Linked DNA regions of Bombyx mori: region 1 is linked to region 2. A link is a contact called in public Hi-C data. All regions are on one chromosome and are shown on one strand. Each heading gives the region's core, a stretch centred on a gene start, on an enhancer-like site or on the middle of the called end of the contact. The rest is flanking DNA. Distances are from core to core; before and after follow the strand shown. Region 1 overlaps LOC101741218 (CUGBP Elav-like family member 1). Region 2 overlaps LOC101741218 (CUGBP Elav-like family member 1).

The links. A called contact is a pair of places that touch in the nucleus more often than the background predicts.
Region 1: a contact with region 2 is called in a Hi-C map of midgut, with 2.2 times the contacts expected there. The contact joins two enhancer-like sites. A contact is called at or near these places in 2 of 7 Hi-C or Micro-C datasets (midgut and whole pupa).

What each region holds. Positions count from the first base shown.
Region 1 is chr12:3,357,621-3,362,128 of ASM3026992v2, forward strand. It overlaps LOC101741218 (CUGBP Elav-like family member 1), which reads right to left. Exons shown (of 12, transcript XM_062671375.1): 6 at 1,063-1,111. Among protein-coding and RNA genes, the nearest start is that of LOC101736625, 120 kb to the left of the region's middle. Within about 2 kb of position 2,406, at least 4 of the 8 cell types and tissues checked have open chromatin away from gene starts, as enhancers often do.
Region 2 is chr12:3,266,205-3,270,480 of ASM3026992v2, forward strand. All of the region lies in intron 6 of LOC101741218 (CUGBP Elav-like family member 1), which reads right to left. Among protein-coding and RNA genes, the nearest start is that of LOC101736625, 25 kb to the left of the region's middle. Within about 2 kb of position 2,942, at least 7 of the 8 cell types and tissues checked have open chromatin away from gene starts, as enhancers often do.

The DNA.
Region 1 (4,508 bases), core at 1,156-3,655, 91 kb after region 2:
TGACAGTAACGCGACAATCCGAATGTTTCGAATTAAAATCGATCTATTTCGATTTTTATTAAAATATTTGTATTTTATTCTCTCGGACGTCATCTCGATTATTAAGCAGGTCTGAGTTCGATTTTCGATTGGAGTTCTGATGTTGGGAAATTTGGGATTTATGTGTGTGTTTATACTCCCCCATAGCAAAGGTCGTTGACTTTGGAACATTTCGATATTTACGCAATATGACATTTTACTAATTACTTACTTCTCTCATTGTCTTAGATATTTCAATAGGATAGGACAACTCTATGTAGGAAAATCGAATTTTCGTAATTTTGTTAGCTAGTACTACTATTCTACTTAGTCGATTTCGGCCACGGCGACCACTTCAAGCTCCGTTTCTAATATCAAGGTGTGCTCGTGTGTCGCGAACATAGCCGATCTTATTCCTAAACGTTAGTCCTAAAAGTTAGTCAGTAAGACGGCTTATCAATGTTGGCATGTAAATATTGGGCACAATTTACCTACTCGCAATGACCTTGCTGTATGATGTATTATGTATGTACATAAAGGTCTGTAGGTACTAGATACAGTGATACGTAACAAAATCAACAATGAAGAAAATAATCAGTGCAATTTCCTTCCCGAGGTTTCCAAAAATTTTGCGATAAAGCAAAGATCATTATTTAGTATTCTCCGGGCTTCAGACTAAGTTGGGTTTTTTTTTCTTGCCGACAAAGATCAACGGACCCTTGCTTCGCCTGGTCAAAAGTACCGCCTACGATAATACTCGGAGTAAAATCAAACCCCTTTAAATAACTACCTTCTTCCTTTCCTTTCGTATTTCAGTCGTGACTAAGAAAACAAAAAAAGTTTCAATTTCTAAACATCATAAGAAAGAGAGAAAGAGGGAATGAGTAAGCGAGAGGTAAAATGATACAGTACTTCCTAGAATTACAGATGTTATAATAAGAGATATAAAACACGTCTGTCTGAAAAGTTTACAATTATTATTATCATTATTTTGATTCCCTAAAAACAAAGAACGAACAAGGTTAAGTACACACTACAACTTACCGTTTCTATTTTCACTGTCAGCCGGCTTCATTTGGATGGGATGGTGCATCTGGAACGAAATGAAATCTATTAGTATGCTTAAAGTACATACGCACTTATTTAGAATAACTAGAGGACCCGCAGTAGCCGAAATTCGACTATAATTAATTTAAATTGTAAGTTTGTACACTATTATGATTGTATTTTATACTTCTATAATCACAAATTTCGCCAAGAATACATTATAAAAAATATTAACAAAGACAAACAATATTTAATCTATTCTCAATTTGACCACAGACGTCAAGAACAATAGTTTGACAATAAATAGTATGCATGCGTGTGTGCGTCAAATACGTGGTATGTAGTGTGTGTAATGTTTTCTTTATTGATTTAATGTATCTTTTACGCATTATTTAAAAAAAAAATGCATTGTGCACTTCTTCTCTATATTCTGTATAAGTGTGGAAAATTTCATACTCCTCCGTCCGCGCAATTTTCGTAAAAAGGGATACAAAGTTTTTGCTTCACGTATTAATATTTAGAATAATAATAACGTGGCATTCTCGTTCAAATTTCATTTCACCGAATAAATTTCTCATCGATCGTTTTTGATTCATACAAACTATTAAATTCGACGAAGCTCACTAAAACCGATTAACAAACAAAAGAAAACAAACAATTGATTTCGATATCAAACAATAATCGAATTTTCCCAACAATTACGCGGCCGCGTTAAACGCGAACCAATCTCGCGTATCGTAAACAAGCCTTGTACAAATAATATTGAATTACCGGGGATAACAAAATTAATATGTAAACTTTCCAAATAATTGAATGTATGTACACATACGTACGCTTTAATGGCGTATCGATTTTGTATACGGTTAAATAATTGAAACAATACGGGGCGCTCTCCCGTAAACAATCACAAATATTTAAATTATTTGCAAACACAGCGAAGTACAAACTTTATACGTTGTGGGTACAGCAAAAGTAAAATTAATACGCGGCCAGTACGCCGACTATATGTTTTGTTTCGATCGAAGCCATTAAATTATCGAAAGCGTATAGGTAAAATTATAGCTACGTTAATAATTTTTCTTTTTGTGTAATTAATGCGATACGATCCATAGATATTAAATAAATAATTGCATAGGATACTATTTTCGTTGTCTATAATTAAATTTCCTTTTCCGGTTTATCGAATGAATCAATTTCATGATTAGTTACAAACTTGCCAAAACAAAATGAGTCGGAGTAATTCTGTTTAAAAAAAAAAAAAACGCTTATCAACACTATACCCGCTAATGACACGTCCTGATCCGGCTCGTCATTCGTCGGATGGTTTATTTTAAAACAATGACATGCTTCAGTCCACGTCTCGTTATTGAGTAATGGCTAGAGGGAGTATTCACGTATTGGCAGGCCTCGGTGCTGTTCGCCGACGAATCTTTATTGTTCACCGTGTAATACGATATCACAACGATGCTTAGAAGTACCTACGTATTGTGTCGATTCTATCTGCGGTTTCAGTAATGGCGGCTCCAGGCTTTAGGCGGGAGAGTTTTGAATTTCGAAAACAATAGAGCTGTCAAAGAGTTGCATTTGTTATTTTGTTCGTTAAGAAACTATAGTTTCTATTTAAATTTCGAACACTATTAACATTCTGAACGTGTGCATGTTCCGATGCACTTAAAGTGAATAATAGTATTAGTGGCATTTCACATGCACACTCGCTAACAGCAAGGCGACATTTTGTATTCTTAGATATTTGAATTTAAATAAGAACATCATACTCTTTTTATACTTTTTTTTAATTAAGCACATATACATGTTATATATTATCTATAATTGAGGTTCATAAATGCATTATTAATAGTTGACATGGCAATCCTGAATTTGTTAATTCTCATATTTATTTGTTTTTTATCTTTTAGTTAAATTAAATTGTAAATTCAGAATCTATTTATGAGTTTAAGTGGTGATACAGCGTTACAAAGTATCTTCAAACATGTTGGTACGTATCCAGATTTGGACCCTCGACCTAGTTTAGGTTAAAGTCGATGTCCTAGTCCTATATAGGGTTGCCAATTTTTATCAAATTTAGAAGTTCGGTGTGCTCTACCAAAAAATAGATTGGGCAAAGGGATCAACCTTCTTTATTGTCGGATTCAAATTTTCAACTTTTATTTTACCAATGTTGCTTTTTTTTTCTTTTTTTGGCTGAACTGAATATGCATTTTACGGAGCCTTCTTCTAAAAATTTCAGTATGTTAAATTTAGGATACATAAACAAAGTGTCTCCTTGCGATAAACTTGTTGGAGACAATAAGAATAGAATTTGTATAGTAAATATTGATAAAATTCTTTTTTAGTATTTTTAGGTTGGATCATAGTAAAAATATCTGTTGCATAAATAGGTAGGTGGACGACCCACTTGGTATTAAGCTCACAAGACGCCCTACTACCAGTAAAATCCTGTATAGAGGTCGAAGCTCTGGATCCATAGTAGGTTTCAGCAAAAACCAGACCCGACTTTAAGCTTCTCACATTGAGATACACCAATCACCTAACTACGAACCCCAAATCACTCACTCTAAGAGAGTCTATCTCATAATCTTTTAACCGAACACACAAGGCAATGTATTATAATGTAACAGTCAGCTCGGCGACTGCTTAGATCCCTTACATAATTAGGTTTAAGTGATCATCAATCAAGAAGCCAGCTTGGACACAAATAATGTTACGTCAACGGACAATTTGTCAAGCGACTCATCCCCGGGACAAAGTTACTATTTAATCTAATATCAATCCATCTTAAATGCGTAATAAAACTTATTAGTATAAAAATGATTACTGGTTATTACTGGAGGTTTATTACTGGTGGTAGGACCTCTTGTGAGTTCGCACGGGTCGGTACCACCACCCCGCCCATTTCTGCCGTGAAGCAACAATGCGTTTCGGTTTGAAGGGCGGGGTAGCCGTTATAACAATACTGAGACCTTAAAACTTATATCTCAAGGTGGGTGGCGCATTTACGTTGTAGATGTCTATGGGCTCCAGTGACCACTTAACACCAGGTGGGCTGTGAGCTCGTCCATCCATCTAAGCAATAAATAAATAAAAAGTTGAAGATATTTAAAAACTGAAACGTGTAATCTTTAGTTTCTTTTTCATTTAAAATCATCGTCAATTTTGTATGGCGTGCTAAAATGTTTTGGTAATTTTGAAATTATTCTGTCTAATAGATCGATGAGCCCAAACAGATATGTGACGACATGAGAAAATTGCATGACAAATCTTCCCTGAGCATGACATGCATTTTATGCCTTGAGAGCCTATTTCAGCTTCGCAGCATGTAGGTGAGCTCACGGGGCTCAAACCGGAGTGTTGCTAACATTGGCCCTAGCAAGAGCAGCGGATCGGAAACGCGATCCACTGCGAAGATCCGACGAGAAATTCAG
Region 2 (4,276 bases), core at 1,692-4,191:
GTACGGGGCTTAAGCCCGAGTGATGCTAACACTGGCCCTAGCAAGAACAGTGCTTCGCAGAATCGACCACTGGGTCGGAAACGTGACCCACTGAGAAGATCCAGCGAAAAACTCAATGGGCTGTGTCTATGGGTTAATTCACTCGTCGAGCCCTTCGTCGCATGCGACGGGTTCGACGAGGACGGTGGCCGGGAACATACTACAGAATTACGAACAGTATTAGAAATAACATGTCAAAATTAATTAAAAATTCCAAAATTTCTATGGTCGCTTTTACTGTCAAACTTTAATGAAGAGTACATAAAGATAATATGTATGTATAATCTGTACTGTATGTGTGATCTGTACACATTTTGGTGTCAAAGTCAGCAAGGTCAAGTTCTCTATTCATGTGACGTTACGACGGTTTCGTGTAAACGACATACCGCCTTCGCGTCTTATGAGTTTCTTAGGGATGTCTCGGATCGGAAGTTAAAGCATAAGATGGTAATTACATTTCCGTGTTATATTATGGGAATTTAAATACAATTCAGACAGCGTTGCGTTACAACTAATAATAATTCCATAAATGCGGTGTAAAGTTAATATTTAACTGGTTAATAATGCATTGTAATCTTTCATTTCGATAATCGCACTTATTCAATCGATATCAAAGTAAATCAGAAATATCCTAACATAGAATTATCATTAGAAACTGACAACCCTTTGGCTGAAGTCGTAACTCGCGTCCTTTAGCCGTCAAAGTGCGTATGCTTGTTACCGGAGCTGCATTAACCAAAAGTTATGTTTCTCCGCCTTATCTATGGAAATTTCACACATTACGCGCTGTGTTGCTAGAAATTAGTTGGTTAATTCTACCCTAGTATTGTTAAGTGACGGAATTTATTTGTAAAAAATAATGTTTCTTCATTGTTTAATATAATTATCATCTAATATAATATAATCATAAGTAGAATTTACTACAAATTATTCTTTTATTTTAATTGTATGCTAATAAAATGACTATATCCAATTAATGTAAAATTAATAGACTAACTTTTTAAAAGGACTTCAAGTCAGAAGGAAGGAGGAGGTTGTTCATTTGTGAGGTTGATCAATTTTGTCAAGCACATGCGACGAATCAGAAAAGAGCAGTATAAATAAGCAGTAGGTATAAAATATTGTGAATTTCTTAGATTTTAGTACTTTACTAAAAACAAAACTTTGTTAGGCATCTAGAAAATTATAGAATTCGAATCAACCAGCAGTTTCTAAGATATTCGTCCATAATAACATATTCACACATCGTACAAGTGACACGTTCAGAAATATTGCCACACGTAATTATTTTGCAGGTCAAAGGTTAAATTATTATATTTTAATATACGTCCCTTTTTACTTTCGCTTTCATTTCCCAAAATGCGTTCCAAACAACTTCAATAGACATTTTAATATCGAAGAGACTTAGTAGTTCACTAGAAAAGTCAAAGACCCGCTCTACTCGTTCCATTTTCACGTTAATTTAAAGGCCATCAAAGTCGAAGCCCTCAAACTTGGGCGTCGAGGCGTGAACGAGGTGCCAACAACTTTGCTTGCATACACACACACAGCCCGACACACTGACACAAATGTGCAATTAGCGGTCTCGTGTTAAATATGGTGCGGCATCAAATGTGGGACGCGCATGTAAATTTTCACTAAATATTTTACAGTTACGTTTTATGTATTTCCAATATATGCACTGCAAGGTGCAAATCATTCTAATGCGGATTAAAATTGCAAAGATAAAATCTATTGAGATTTGAACTGAGCATGTGGGGTATTATCCCACACGTTGAGGTACCACCAACTCCTCTATTTCTGTCTAGAAGCAGTGAGGCTTATAGAGTACAACCGCCGTTATAAAATGCAATCAAGCCTTAGAGTCTCAAGTTGGGTGGCGACATTCACTATGTCCTGTTTATTGGCCATCGTAATCGACACCTAGTGCTTTTTTTTCCTACCTATGCTGATAACCTTGAGAGGCTATTTCAGCTTCTCCGTGACGTGTAGGTGAGCTCAAGGGGCTCAAACCGGGAGTGTTCCTAACACTGGCCCTAGCAAGAGAATGCTTCGCAGAATCTACCACCGGATCGGAAACGCGACCCACTGAGAAGATCCAGCGAGAAACTCAGTGGGCTGTGTCTATGGGTAATTCGCTCGTCGAGCCCTACGTCGCAAGCGATGGGTTCGACGAGGACGGTGACCGGTTGTTGTGGTACCTAAAAGCATCGTTAATGGCTACGTAATGACGTGTTTAGGGCGACGGACCTAGTGCTAGGGCGATTAATTCGTTCATCTAATTATTCGTTAAAATCGCTCTCAATGCAAAATCGATATCATGTTCTATATCATAACAATAAGGAACTTTTGTTGATTTAGATTTTGTGGTTGCAAGCGCTCCGACCGTGCGAATTTCTCTTGTTCATCATATCGAGCCACAGTTTAGAGAAGAAGCCAGTAAAACTAGCGCAGTTAGCTTATATTTATCGTATTACCTGTATCCAACATTGAATATTGCATTAATCAAAATTAATAATCTTAGGACATAAAACGTCATAGTCAATGGAATTTTTTAAGTTGACATTTGTACCGCGACAGTATTCGATCACCGTCAATACCCATTTTTAATTATATTCAAATACAAATTCCATCGATTTTCTGGTACAGTAGATAAATATGAGAACAAGAAGATTCTAGAAGATACGAAAACATTTACGACAGCGTCAATTAATCGCTTCCACCATAAAAACACGTAAACATTTTCGAACTAAAGGACGCTTAAACCACCAACGAAATTCCTGGATTCTTTAGTTCGGAACTTTAGCCGCAGCAAAGCTTCAGGAATTACCGAGCAAACATTGCACAATACGACGTCATTGTCTCTACGTAGAAAGCTCCCGTGCCTCCTATTTATCTCGCGCACTTATTTGACAAGACTATATTATGTACGCTAGCTTTTCAGCGGATCTCGCCGCGTACGAGTGCGAGCACAAATAGGGCTGCATGCGAGATTGTTTGCGGTGACATTTTAGAATTGTCTTGATTTTTTTTTTCCTACCTATGCTGATAGCCTTGAGAGGCTATTTCAGCTTCACCCTAACGTTTATAGGTGAGCTCACGGGGCTCAAACCGGAGAGTTGCTAACACTGACCTTAGCAAGAGCAGTGCTTCGCAGAATCTACTACCGGATCGGAAACGCGACCCACTGAGAAGATCCGGCGAGAAACTCAGTGGGCTGTGTCTATGGGTTAGTTCGCTCGTCGAGCTCTTCGTCGCAAGCGACGGGTTCGACGAGGACGGTGACCGGTTGTCTTAAATAAATAAATTAAATATCTTTAGTCTTCTGCTACGCAATTAATTCTTGTATTTTCCTCTTTGAACAATCGACAGCTAATAATTGAAGGAAATATGTAATGCAGAGGAATCTCTCTTAGTAGAAACTGAATTAGTAATGGACACTTCTGTAGATAAGTAATAAAATCGACCTGTTATTAAGATATAGATATATGTTATAAGATATAGATAGACCTAAGGGTCATGTTTGTCCTTTTTTAACAGGCAACCCTAATCTGTCTGGAGTCTCGTTTGAAAACAAGGCGGTTGTACACGATGACAGGAACTCGGAATGCGGTGCGATTAATTTTAAATTGCATTGCCCCTATTCTGTTTCGCAGCCGACGAGTTTCACGTTGTAGGTGTCACAAATGAAGTTTCCACACATACACACACACACACTTGGCCTAACGGATAAGACGTCCGATGCATTCGTGTTGAAGCGATGCACCAGTGTTCGAATCTCAGGCGGGTACCAATGTTTCTAATGAAATACGTACTCAACAAATGTTCACGATTGACTTCCACGGTGAAGGAATAACATCGTGTAATAAAAATCAAACCCGCAAAATTATAATTTGCGTAATTACTGGTGGTAGGACCTCTTGTGAGTCCGCGCGGGTGGGTACCACCGCCCTGCCTATTTCTGCCGTGAAGCAGTAATGCGTTTCGGTTTGAAGGGTGGGGCGGCCGTTGTAACTATACTGATACCTTAGAACTTATATCTCAAGGTGGGTGGCGCATTTACGTTGTGGATGTCTATGGGCTTCAGTAATCACTTAGCACCAGGTGGGCTGTGAGCTCGTCCACCCGTCTAAGCAAAAAAAAAAACACTCACACACACGCACACACACACACACACAAACACACACTATTGAGTTCACTGTCTTATTATTCAGTGTATTAAAAACATAATTTGTTT